2 separate regions of the Callithrix jacchus genome follow, and region 2 is linked to region 1. The links are chromatin contacts, called in public Hi-C maps. All regions are on one chromosome and are shown on one strand. Each heading gives the region's core, a stretch centred on a gene start, on an enhancer-like site or on the middle of the called end of the contact. The rest is flanking DNA. Distances are from core to core; before and after follow the strand shown. Region 1 holds the start of PALS2 (protein associated with LIN7 2, MAGUK p55 family member). Region 2 has its middle 110 kb from the start of NPY.

Region 1 (6,954 bases), core at 2,299-4,798:
CTAAAATTAGGTACATGGGATGCTTCACTATCTTCTCCAAAAGTTTTTTTATAAGAAGACACCAATATGTTTAAAGAGGTTTGGATATAGTTATACATCATGGAAGAGTGATGATCTTTCTAGATCCTTCCAGACAACTTATATCTGTGTACACTAAGCAAGTAATTAAACCTACACTGCTTCTAAGATTAATGCAAGTCAAGTCAGATCTGTGAAAGCTATAATATATTCAGGAATCTTATCTTTCATTATGTTAGATGTATACTTAGACCACTTAACAGTAGACTGTTAATAACAGAGTCTATAAAGAATGATACTTTGTGAGCGTGGTGTGAGTTAAAGAAAGAAAAGTCATTAAACACCTTGATTGAGCCTTGCTTCTGAGTGCATCCTCCTCAGCACACTTACCAGCAGTTTGGCAAAGTGCCCAGGATGATTAGCATCCAAGGTATATGTAGAGGAGGAATATGGTTAAGCCCAATTGTAAAGTCTCCCCCCAGTGGTCAGATAAAAGTAACAGAAAAGGAGGAAAATCATTGCAGCTTCTGTGAGACTCAACAGGAACACTAAGCAAAACTGGTCCCTACAACAAAAAAATAAAATATTTAATTCAATAATGGCGCTGTATCAGAGAAGAGATCTCTTGTACTTATCTGCTCTTATATTTATAAATGTGAAGACCACTTTTCTAAAGAAAGAACCTAAAGTTAAAACAAAACTAGCATAGTTTTTCTCAGCATAATTTTTAAGGAATAACTGACATATTCCCAAACAGTTTAGAATCTGTTTTATCATATGGGTAAGTGTTCATTCTTCCTGAAATAAATATCGGCACATCGCTTACATGGTTAACTATACTTACCTGAAGTAGAGTTCTGATAAAAAAAAAAAAATTAGTGACATTTCAAATGAATCACTCTGGAAAGAAAAATTATTAACTATTATATACCTAATGAGAGATTTACAAGATACTCTTTTTCAAAAGTCACCTAGCAATAGGTATTTATAGTAGAGTAGGCGATGTTAAAAGTATAAATGGATTCTCTTACCCCTTTTTATTTTCTTGCTGTCTTGTACAACTCGCCTTTGACCAGCACTAATCCTGTATGATTTGTAACTCTCTCAGCAATAATTTGCTGATGCTACTCAATTTTAATAAAGCTCAGATGTCAAAAAATATGAAAGGCATTTAATTAAAACATCTGTTGTCTTCTGCTAATCCATTATTAAGTAGTAAAGTATGTAAAGGGATAGTAAATATTCAAACAAGCAACTTCAATTTTAAAACAACTTTTCAAAAGGTAACACATAATCACAATGATGTCTTCTTGGTTATCTCAAGCTAAAAAGAGGGGAGCGGGGAGAGAAAGAAGCAGGCTATGTAGTCTTCTGGAACAATTTCAGCCTAAAATGAGACTGAGAAAGAAGCAAACTGCTCCCTCAAATGTTTAAAAATATGATTCATTTTTAAAAATCCAACAGTTGGTCTAAAGAAAAAAAAAAAAGAGATTCTGTCTTATATAGAGCTACTAAACTTGCTTAAGCACCTTCATTTTTCCAGTGTTGATTTAACCTAGAATGTAAAATAATTCATTTTGACATTCCAGATGGAAAAGAATTTCGGTGGCATCAGTAAGAACACATACACAACCTCTTCTATAAAGATGGTGTGCAGCCTCCATAGGACAAAACTGAGCAATTAAAAGTGTTACCATTTGCGTATTATGTAATCGTAGTCTAGAATATAAAAAACATGGACCTTAAAGGGTAACACATCGTGTAAACACGTATATAAACACCTGTTTAAATAGATGATACATTAAAGGTACAAATGACCTCAAAATGACACAATCCACAAAAGTTCTTTGTTTACTGTTAGTTAATAAGGCCTCAGAAGACAGAACTATAATCAGGCCTACCACTCTGTCATCACTGCACAGTAGATGCCTACAATAAATAAGCAATATCACTTGAGGTCCACTGCTATACCTACATAAGGAAACTACCGCATTACTAACAATATTACCTCGCCTGATATATTCGACCAACATAAGTTTACAAATGATTTGCTTGATTTCATGGGAAGAAATGGCTGCTAAATCATACTCCAATTTAAGAGCATTTTAACGCACCCCAAACGTTCTCAGCTACATTACAAGACCACTTGAAGCACAAAGTAAAATTCCAGGACTCTCCAAAGGCGCAGGAAAGAGTAAAATGTGGCTAGCCTGACCTTAACCGGCTGTTGATAAGTAATGCGGAGAATTTTCTGAGCTTCCCGGTCAGTCTTCAGTTCTCTTCTTCGCTTCAGTCCCCACCCCCTACACAGATGCACACCCAGCTGATGGAAGTTTAACACATGTAATCTCGAGCTGCAATCCCAGAAACTGTTAAGACTGAGAATAAACTCCCAATAAACTGTTAAAAAGTCCTTCTGCAAAAACATCTACCAACCAATCCACATCCCGTCACCACACAATTGACTCCCTCAATTGACTCCCCTGCTGACCCTCCACCCAGCCACCAAAAAAAAAAAAAAAGCCCCGACACCTATCCGGTTTCAGACAAATGTACCCAGGACCCGGGAGCACGACCTCAGCAGCGAACGCCCCCGGAGCAGCGTGTGCTCGGCCCACAGCCACTTTGGCCAAACAACTGGAGTCTTGTACCTCGGAAGTAGCAGCGGTAGTTGGAGAAAGCCTCCCCTCCACCCGCCAGGAACTCCGAGCTCGGGAAAGAACCGGTAGCCAGAGGAATCGCCCCCTCTCGGGACCGACCCCGGAGGTGTCAGTCACAGCAACACCGCCCCCGTGCCAGCTCTCCATTCATGCTCCACCACGACTCCCGCCGCAGAGGTGTCGGCGCCCGAGCCCCGCGCCCAGAGGGGCCCCGCGCGTCTGCGGCCCTAGCCCCCGCCAGGGAGCGCGTGGGGAGCGGCGGCCAGCAGCATGGGCCAGACACGTTGCCGCGCTCCGGCCCGCCCCGCGGCCCGCAGCCCCAGAGCCATGAGCCGGGTCGAGCGACCCTTCCGCACGGGCTGGGCCGGGGGCGACGAACAGCCTCCCTGCCCGCGCCGCCTCCAGCTCCCGGGTCCCTTTGCCCCCGCCCGCCGAAGCCCAGGTGCCGAGGGGCGGGGCGGGCCAGGGTCCCCGCGTGGCGCGCCGCGGCGAGCAACAGGGCGCCCCCGGCCAGCCCGGCGCGCGACGCGACCGTTACCAGAGCGGGGTTGGGGCCCCGACAACTCACCGGCTCGCACCTCAGCCGCCTCCGCGCCGCCGCCGCCGCCGCCGCCGCTCCGGGTCGCTCCCCGCCGCCACTGCTCTCCCTCAGCCACAGGCACCGCCGAGCAGCCCCATCTGCAAACTCGGGGCTCGTAGTTGGGAATTGGAAATGCGTCTCTCACTGCCCACCGTTTCCCTTTCCCTCCTCTCTCTCCCTCGCTCCCCACTCCGCCCCAGCTCCGGTCGCCCCCGCCGCTGCCTCCGCGCGCGCGGCCAGCCTCCCCTCAGCCGCCCTCCTCCTCCTCCACCTCCAGCCGCCGCCGCCACTGCCGGGGCGCGCTCCCTGCGGGCCTCGCGCGTGCGCCGGACGCCGGGGCGCGCGCGCTCGGGCGCGAGGAGGCGCCACAGCCTCCGGGAAGCCGGGCCCCGCCCCTCCCGTCGCGGCGCTGCGCGGCGCCCAGGTGGAGCCCCCTCCCAGCCTCGGAGGGCTCCGCCTGACTGCGCTCGGCGCCCTTCCTCCTCGCTGCGCGGCTCCCGGCCCTGCGCCAGCCCGGGGGGCGCTACCGCGCCCGCTAGAGAGGGTTTGTCGGACCCAGTCCCCGCCGGGTCTGCCAAACCGAAATCACCGCTGGGCAAGATACTCCACGGGCATAAAAGAGGCTCCGCCCTGCCCTTTCTGAGAGTTTTACATTCAAGAACCCGATCCTGAGGCACAAAAGAGAAATGGAACTGGAAGAAAAGCCTCTGGAAAAATCTCCCCCTCCCCCTTCACACACACCCCTGGTTCTGATGTGTATTTGGCAGGTTCTACGGCGCTGACTGTGTCCTTCATGAATTTTCTCCCAAAGGCCCTACCGGGCAGTGTGATTCATACTCGAGGAGATGGATGGACGCTGACTCTTTTCATAGCACCGAGGCTCCCATAGAACTCCCGGGGCCGGCTTTGCTAAACACTCCCTGGACACAATTGTTCAGCTCCTCCCCAGCATCTGGGCTTCCCAGACCTCGAAAGGGTGGGGTTGGGGAGGGCATGCCATCCTTTCAGCCTGGACTCTGCGTAGAGCCTGGTGAACTATGATGAGTGTGTGTGTAGATGACACATTTTGACAAGAGTGCAGATTTAATTTTTCACTTGAAAGAAACTGAGCAATGCACTGCAGCAGAGACTTCTGGCTAGAAAAACACAGCAAGTCAGCCAGAGAACTTCCTATCCCCTTAAAACAGCTCTGTGAACCCTCAGACCTGTGACGGGAGGCTTTTGGAAAAACTGTGTTCTTCCTAAAATTGAATAATGTAATTTATATCTTACAAGATGCTTACTGCAGTCTTTTCAAAACATGACTACAGAAAGTGCAAGTCAAACTTCACATGTGTATCAGGTGGCCTCCTCTGTGCAGCCTTTCCTGGCTTCTCTTGGGCACTTTGCACAAACCAGACCATTGATAAATGTTTGCAGAATAAGTGCGTGCATCATGGCCCTTTGAATTCAGAAATGGAGTTATAATTTGTATTGTCTCCTCTCTTTGTGAATGTGGCAGGCACGGAAGGGAGAGAGAAAATACTATTGATGAGATATATTAAGAAGGCCCAGTGTCCGAAACAGTGATTTTTGTCTTTATCCTCAACCAAGCAACAAAGATTAATTTCCTTTTCCATTAGGATCATTAATTTTGCAAACCAACATTCAGGGGGGCCTTGTACAGTGTTAATTTAGGACCTTCTTTCCTGGAACAGCAAACCCAAGGAAAGGTAATTGGAAGCATTTAGGGAGAATCAAACCTGCCCAGAGCACAGAGTAGCTTTGGGTCCCCTGTAGTTAGGCTGGCTGGATGAAATGAAGCGGAATGGGCTCGGAGCCCAAGGCAGAGACAAAGTGGAAGAAGGATGAGGCTTGTCTTCTCAGGGTGTCAGTAAGACCTTTTAGGTCTTTCTTGCTGCCCCAAGCTTACTTGCTTCCCACAGGACACCCATGGGTCCTCCCTGCTGTGCCTTACCCAGGCTTGTGAACTATTCTCCTGTCTGACCCCTACCTTACCACATCCCTGTGGACCCAGCTATAGGTGGGTCTGAATGTCATTTCCAGATGTGTTACTGATTCCTAATAGTGCACTTTTATTTTCTCAGGGGTCTTCTGGAAACAGCATCCTTACCTACTCTACCCCTGCTCTCTGCAAGTAAAAAGATGTTGACTGAGGAAGTTTTAGGAAGGGAGTCTTAGGGGAGGCTCTGCCCCTCAAATTACAGGCAGACCTACCTGACATATAGCTGGTTACCACTCCTGGCCAACTCCCTTATCTCTTCATCTACCAGAGACCCAGCATTTGGGAGCAGGAATGCAGGAACAATTATCTTTCATTTGCAGTTCCAAGTCTGTTCTCTAAGTAATGACAGAAGCTATCAGATGGAGGTTATCACTGCTGTAAGACTCAGGTTCATCCTTAGCGTCAGAAAAAATGATTCTGCTCCAATAACTGTCTTTGATTGCTTCCCTTCAGGAAGCTCTTGCCAGTGAAGTTCCTCTCTCAGTGTCTATATATTATCAAATACTCATATACAGTTATATTAGGAAGCACTACTTCCTTTATAAATAATACTCTTACTTTATAACATTCTGCCCTTTCTCTAAACTTTAAAGGTGGGACATGCTAGGATAAATTTAAATTGTTCTCAACAAAACATTGGAACTCCCATCATTGCTTTCCAGCTCAGCTTTCTGAGAGGTCATTATACTGAGATACCACCATCCATTTCCCATACCTGTTACAAATTCTTCATTCCAAGAAAGGGGAATGATATGATTGAGAATGATGGTGAGTCTTTCTCTTCAGTGTCCTTAATAGTCTGACTTTTCATTTCCTTCAAGGTTACTCTAAAGGGATCATAATTTTACCACAGCCCAGTATCTCCTAACAGTGATTCAATTTAAAATCTGAATTTTGATTCTTAATTCAGGAGCACCCCTCACTCAATTTTGTTTCCTCCTTTAAATATAAACAACATATACTTTTAACATGTTACATTTTCTTTTCTGGCCTGCTTTGCTCCTACAGAAGTTGGGAATTTTCCTAATAGTAAAGGCCCCAAATTTTAGCAGAAGCAACTGTGTGCTTGTTTTTCAACTAATCCATCATAGTAAAAGCAGTGACACTCCTGGAGGGTAGCTTTATTTAAAAATGCAACTGGCATGCATCACCAAGTCCAACCAAATTTTCCTTTAGAATACTTTATTTAGCTTCACCTCTTTTATCTCTGCTCACAAAGCTAGGTCAGATTCCAATTTCCAGCCTTTTTGCTAACCTTTCTAATTCTAGCCTCTCTCTTGTTTCCCTGCAATTTATCCTATACTCAAAGCAGTGCTTCTTAATTTTTGGCTCTTTATTGGAATCATCCAGAGAACTTTAAGAAACAAAACAAAGCACTGATGCTTTGGTGCCACCCCAGACTTAATTGTCCTGGAGCACAGCCTGGGTGCCAGGATTTTTCAGAGCTCTCCAGGTAACTCTAATATGCAGCCAGGGTTAAGAGCTATGGAAATGAATCATCTTCCAAACAACATTTATATCAAGTCTTCTCAAAACGCTGGGGTAGCTCCAAATTACCTCAAGTAATCAAATTAAAATTCCTAATCCTGTGCTTTAAGACTCTTTGCCAATTGACTAGAATAGTCCCCTTTCAAAACAGCTTAAATTTATCTCTTCCTAAAGCTTCTCCAGATTAGTCTCACCTGGCTGCC
Region 2 (6,954 bases), core at 3,327-5,826, 170 kb after region 1:
TTCTTAACATCTCAAACAGTCGTTTCTCACACAGTGCATCTACTAAATATTATTTTCTCCTTTTGCGATATCTTTTCCATTGTATGTGTGTGTAGCTTTTCAGATACAACTAGAGATCTGAAGATAAATGATCAGGCCAGACTGGATTTCTGTGGTAGTATTAATGCTAACCAGCCTACTTTTTGACACAAAATCTTTTTGGGTAACTTTTTATAAATGTTTTGAATTCTGTACAATAGGATAGATAAAATGATGATACTTAGGTTACAAATGGTAGAAATTTTTATGTTTTTATAAAATTTTTTATGTGTATAAAAATCATTTAATTGAGTAAACAAATAAACAAACCTTGTGTTTAACCTAATTGTAGTCTAGAAACAAAAGACTAACAAAGTTACAATGTAATCTTTGTAAAGAATTTTAAAAATGTCAAAATGAAGTAATTTAAAAAAATCACTCTAGGTATCTGTGGGGATTGTCTGGTTACCCAAGTATCTCCTGAATCTCCCCGAGATTCTGAGTTGAGACACTTTTCTTTTTCCCATGTAACTCCCCACTCCATCCCCAAAACAAAAATTCCAGGAACTCTGGAAACCATCTGCTATACTGAGGCACTATTACTAATACTAAACACTAGCAGCTCACACCTGCAACATCAGCACTTTGGGAGGCTGAAACAGGCAGATCACTTGAGGTCAGGAGTTCGAGACCAGCCTGGCCAACATGGTGAAACCCTGTCTCTATGAAAAATACAAAAATTAACCAGGTGTGGTGGCACCCACCTGTAATCCCAGCTACTGGGAGGCTGAGGTAGGAGAATCGCTTGGACCTGGGAGGCAGGAGCTATAGTGAGCTAGATCATGACACTGCACCCTAGCCTGAGCAACAGTGAGATTCCATCTCAAAGCAGAAAACTAAAATAAAATAACATAAACCCTAGTACAAAGGGTACATCATCTCTTCTCTCTCAGGCTTGCCCTTTGCTCCCCTGGAGAATGTGAAAGAGTCAATGAATTTACCAGACTTGTCCAATGGGGTGCTCTGTGTTTAATTATTTGTGTATCCCTTGCTTATCCATTTTAAATTAATTCCTGAAAACTCTGCCACTAAGTGAAAGCTGTTATGTGAAAAATTATTTTCAATGGGGAAAATTTTGATTAATTTCATCCCAATCCAAGATAGCTAACCAATTTTTATAGGTGACAAGAAAACATTTCAATTGAATGATAAAGATACATATATCTAAGTGATGTACAACAGTTTGAGAATAAATAAATATAATGTGTGGATGAACAGTAATAGAGGTTTATTATACTCACCAAGCAGGGAAAAGAAGCCTGATCACAGGTGGTGGTGGATAGAGAGAGTGTGGGGTGTAAGAGGGGAAAATCGAGTAACCAACTCAGGCAGAGTGCCTGGGCTCAGGAGCGCACTCAATCTGCACTTAACAATCAAGTGAAAGTGCAGGAAAACATCGTTAGGGCAACACAAAGGTGAGGATCTTTGAAAACAGGTAGAAATTGCTCACAGACTGAAGAGCCATAGAATCTGCTGCATCTTCACCCCCATCACTTGGTGTGTGGAAGAGAAAAACATTTGGGTTTCATCTAAACATGGGGCACAATTCAAATTTGTTCCATATGATATTTGTTAACTAGAAAGTGTGATATTGCATAAATTGATGCATGTGTGTTTTAACTAGAACCATAATGTTGAAATAGCACTTATTATATGTTTACTTGTATGCTTTTGAATAAAAAATCATTACACACAGATGAAACACACACACAGTCAGACACATACACACAGATATACATATATACATGGAAACACACAGAGACACATACACACAGACATGGGCACACAGACAAACACACAAACACACACACATACATGCCAACATACAGACAGACACATACACACAGACATACACAGATACACACACGTAGAAACACACACACAGACACATGCATATATTCAGATGGACACAGATAGACACACACACATACCCCACACACACACACCCCACAGGCTATTGCCTGAAATCTGGTTTAACTTTCCAGAAGTCATTATGGTGAAATATCATTAACTGAAAGGCTCTCTGTCAGGTAAGTCTGTACAAATGTGTCCTAGTCAGAGACATGGTTTTGGTCTTTTAGGAGAGAGTAATGTGGTTCTGGATATTTCATTTGTATGGGTCATTTCACTTATCTGGATGAAGTCCAGGATTTTTCATAATCAGCCTGCTTTTTAATTTTTCTAATTTTAATTTCCATCGAAGAGACAGTTTACCGGTAGTTCAAAGATTTATGTGAGCACAAGATGGATTTAAGATCATTGTGGAATGTGTAATGAATACACAAGAAGGTTTTAGGAAAGCACACAGCAGTTACCACATTTTTCAAGAATAGTTGTTGAGTCTTACCGGTGGCAATGATCATTCACTTTTTCAGTCAGTCTCTTTTTGCTGTGTTAATAGCTCAGTCATATTTGCAGTCATTTACATTAATGTTTTCAGGCATTCAATTTGGTTAGAGCATGAGAAATTTTTAATGTTAGAAAATAAAACTGCCTTAAATATGATTTGTTAATTGTTTGACATTGGCTGTTAAATTATCAGAGCAGCACCTCTAGTAAGAGAATGAAGAATGAAGCTGAATGCTAAAAACGATGCTTACCCTGACTTTCAAAAGACTAGACTACATTTTTAAAGCAAAGAATAAAACTCTAGTCTTCTAATTTTTTAAAGTCATATTACTGTATAGTTAGGCATCTTAACCAAGCCAGAAACAGAACAAAGCAGCCAGGAGTAATTTTAATTTTGCCATCTAATATGTGGGAGGTAGGAAATACTATGTCTCAATTTTTTTTTTAATGAAAAGAAAACACTAGAAAGGCTCTAAAATACTCTTTTCACAGTTCTTCAAGCAACCTACCAACCTCCTACCAATTCGAACTACAGTTCTAAGGGGAAAAGAGGCCTCTAGTAACTTGGGGGTTATGGTGGAAAGGAACGGGGCTTAGAGAAGAGAACATAATGAAGGTCTTGTCTTGCTACTCTGCATTTTTACCTTGAATTTATTAGGCGTATGCTTTCCCTTTCTGTAATACATTATGCACTCCCTCTAGTGTCAGAATTTGTATATGATCCGAAACCTGGTTTGACAAAGTGCTGCTATAAACATTAGAGTAAGGTTCAGGCTTCTAATTATGCCATATTTCAAAGATATTAAAGGCCACCTAATAATGTGGAGAACAGCCCTGCATGAAGTCACCCTGGCTCAGAAAAGAGCTCATATTTTAACTGTGTCATGAAGAGACCTCTTCCAAGCCTTTCACTCCTTCCTCACAGTGACCTATAAATAAACTTAGAACTTTATTTAAGCTTTAAATTGCTTTAGGAATCTTCAGTATTTATTAAATTCTAAATTCTGTAACAACAACCAAACAAAGAACACTACCTAAAAACAATAAAACCCACCAGAGATGAAAGAAACTGCAGCCAGAAAGTATAAAGCCCATGGGAACATCACGAAATGTGTTATTGTCAAGATTTTGCAAAGTTTATTAGCTATTTTTTCCTTTTTCTCGGATATTAAAATGGCTGTTGTGTGTCTGTGTGAAGCACATCAGGGAGATATGCTGCTGATGGCCTGTCTAGCAGAGAGCCCCTCTTTCTTTCCCTAACACAACTCTCCTATTGTTTGGGTTCCCTTTGCTTTTCTACCCAACCCACAGGCCTGAAGGAAAGCGGATACCACTCCCAGCTGCAGGGGTGGCCCTGGGTGACCTGTGGGTAATCCCATCCTCCTTGCCAGTGAAGGCTCAGGAATAGGCTTGTGACCCAATTCTGGCCAATGAGAAGCATCAAAGAAAGTTCTTCTCAGCCTTCTGGGCAAGGTTCCAGATGTGACACTTTTCTTTTAGATGCTGACATGTGTGCTGATGTGAGGCCTGGAACTGCTGCAGCCATCGTGTTACCCAATGTGAGGATGAGGAGGATGAGGCTGACACTGTCCAGGAAGTTAGAGGCAAGGAAGTCACAGAGTGATGCAGCAGAAGCCCCTAGACAAGTTGATTGGAAACCCAGCCTGCCCTGGGCCTTTCGGCATGGGAACCGATATGTACAGTATTGTTTGTCAGTTTTAGTTGGGATTTTTATTACTTGCTGCCAAAATTATCTCCAACCTTACAACTCTTGTCATAATTAAACAACCTTCTTATATTGAAAATCCAATAACATATAACCCAGTTTGACATTCACTTCCATGCCAATTCACACAAAAAACACAACATACACTAGTTAATGAGGATTGTATTTGTTATGTATTATTGCAGAACAAGTTACCCCAAAGCATAGTGACTTAAAATAATAGTAAACATTTATTTGCTCTCAGAGTTTCTGTGAATCAGGGATTTGGGAGCAGCTTGGCTAGGCTGTTGCAGTCAAGATGTTGGCTGGGGCTGCATGTGAAGGGGCTGGGGCTGGAGGTTCTGCTTCCACGATGACTCACAGACACAGCTGGCAAGTTAGTGCTGGATGTTGGTGGGATGCTTCAGTTCCTTCCGCCATGAGCCTCTCTACGTGCTATTTGAAGGCCCTTAGGATGTAACAACTACATGGCTTCCCATGGTCAGTTCCCATGACTGCTAAAGTGAGTGACCCATCCAAGAAAGTAAGAGCCAGGTGGAAGTTACTCTCTCTATGACCCAGCTTCAGAAGTCACATAGCATCATTTCTAGAACATTCTATTCATTACAAGCAAATCACTGAGTTCTCATATCCAAGAGGAGGAGAATAAACTCTACTTTTTTTTTTCTAAATTAGTAAACTTCATTTTTAGGAGCAATTTTAAGTATGACAAAACTGAGTGAATATTTCAGACAATTCCCATACAGCCTCTATTCCCACACACGCACACAACCTCCCCCACTATCAACATCTTACACCACATTGGTACATTTTGTACAATTGATGAACTTGTGTTGGAACATCACTCAGTGTCCATAGTTTACATTAGGGTTCATTTTTAGTATTGTACCTTTTATGGATTTTTTTTAAGACAGGGTCTCACTCTGTTGCCGAGGCTGGAGTGCAGTGGTGCAATTACAGCTCAGTGCTGCCTTGACTTCCTGGGCTCTGGTGATCCTCCCAACTCAGCTTCCAAAGTAGCTGGGACCACAGGCACACAGCACCATGCCTGGCTAATGGAACAATGAATATTTCGTGAAAGAATGAATAAACCTCAGGAGTATGTGTTAGAGGTGGGAAGATTTATAACTATTTGGCTTATATCTAAAATGTGTAAAGTATCCAGTGAGACATTTTATTTAATTGTAAGAAAATGAGTTGTTGATAGTTGAGAATTGTTTAGGACTACCTCATTTCTTGATGCATGATGTCATCTTGTAGCTTTGGTGGGTGAATGGATAAATAAACGTTGGTACATCTACACAATGCATATTTTCAGGTCTACAAACAAATGAGCTATCAAGCCATGAGAAGGCATGGAGATAACTTAAATGCATATTAATAAGTGAAAGAAGCCAATCTAAAAGGCTACAAACTGTATGATTTCAACTGCATTTCATTCTGGAAAAGGCAAAACTATGGAGAAAGTGAAAGATCAGTGGTTGCCAAAGATTAGGAGATGGGGAGGAGTAAATAGGCAGAGCACAGAGGAATTTTGGGGCAATGAAGCTATTTACCATTGTTACTCCAAAACATAGTGGAGCTTATCATTCATTTTAAGCCCCTGTGCTTTGGAGTAACAGTGGTGAATTGTGAATGTGTCATTATATCTTTGTCAAAACCCATAAAATAGACTAGGTGCAGGGGCTCATGCCTGCAATCCCAGCCCTTTGGGAGACCAAGGCTGGAGCATCACTTGGAGTTCAAGACCAGGATTCCAGGAGTTCAAGACCAGCCTGGGCAACAGTGCAAAACCCTGTCTCTACAAAAAATTAAAAATTAGCCAGGCATGGTGGCTGCTGGCCGCTGTAATGGGGGAGAAGGGCCATTAGGCAGGTCTGAGAGGCAGGCTGCTGGTTCTGGCAGGGGGAAGTGTGCCTCTAATCGTTTCCTTTGTTTTAGTGAAAGCAGAAGCAAAGCCATCAACTGGAGAAGAAGCTGTTGGATGTTTGAGAAGAAGACAGCTATGTAAGAGTCACCCAAGAGATTGGGACTGTGAATTAAGCAGGTCACTATAGGTGGACAGCAAGACCTCTGAAGCAACTGAAGCAAGCCACAGTTGTGTCTGACTTCAGTCACAGTCAGCTGCCTTGGAGCTGGAGAGAGGTGAGTAGAGGACTGGCTTTAACCAGGACTGTGTTTTGCTGAGGTTGAGACAGTGAGTACAGAGATGGTGAAGGGTCTAAGCTGGGAAAAGAGGAAATTGAAGCTGTAGGAGGTAGAGGAACAGTAAAAAGTAGTAGGTCAGTGGAATAGTGATTCAATGGGGCTGAGGAGCTATTGAAATTGATGTCCTGGGAGAGAGACAGAAAAATAAGAACTGGGGTCAGAGAGTGGGAAGATTGAAATTGAGATTATGGGGAGGGTGTACTTTTTGACAATTACTCAATGTACTGCATAGTCATGGGAGTGGATTTGCGGCTGGCGGGAGTGGGGGTAGGAGTGTGGAACGTCATTGGATTAGCAGATGTCAAGAATGAGAGAGAAGTCAGAGTTTTTGGAAGAATCATCTATGTGGATACTGAAATCACCAGGAATTCTATCAGGGATAGTGTTGAGGGGAAGGGAGTGAATCAGGTGCTAAAATCCTCTTGGGATAAGGAGGAGTGACCTGAAGGTGTGTAGATGATTGTGACAATTTTATTGCAGTCTTTAAACACAACAGTATATCAAATACGAATCTGGACATAGAACCATAGCCCACCTAATGGCTTCCTAGACAGTAGGGGGAGGTAGTTTATCTTTGCTGGCAGATAAATATA

What was found. Hi-C and Micro-C count contacts between places; a contact is called where the count stands out from the background.
Region 2: a Hi-C map of skeletal muscle shows a contact between it and region 1, with 4 times the contacts expected there. The contact joins the enhancer-like site here to the promoter of PALS2 in region 1. A contact is called at or near these places in 2 of 3 Hi-C or Micro-C datasets (both in skeletal muscle).

Annotation. Positions count from the first base shown.
Region 1 is chr11:33,508,612-33,515,565 of calJac240_pri, forward strand. It overlaps PALS2 (protein associated with LIN7 2, MAGUK p55 family member), which reads right to left and starts at 3,549. Exons shown (of 12, transcript XM_035253618.3): 1 at 3,247-3,549.
Region 2 is chr11:33,674,980-33,681,933 of calJac240_pri, forward strand. No RefSeq gene overlaps it. Among named protein-coding and RNA genes, the nearest start is that of NPY, 110 kb to the right of the region's middle. Within about 2 kb of position 4,577, at least 1 of the 16 cell types and tissues checked has an H3K27ac peak or open chromatin away from gene starts, as enhancers often do. A contact at or near this core is called in skeletal muscle, where this site is marked.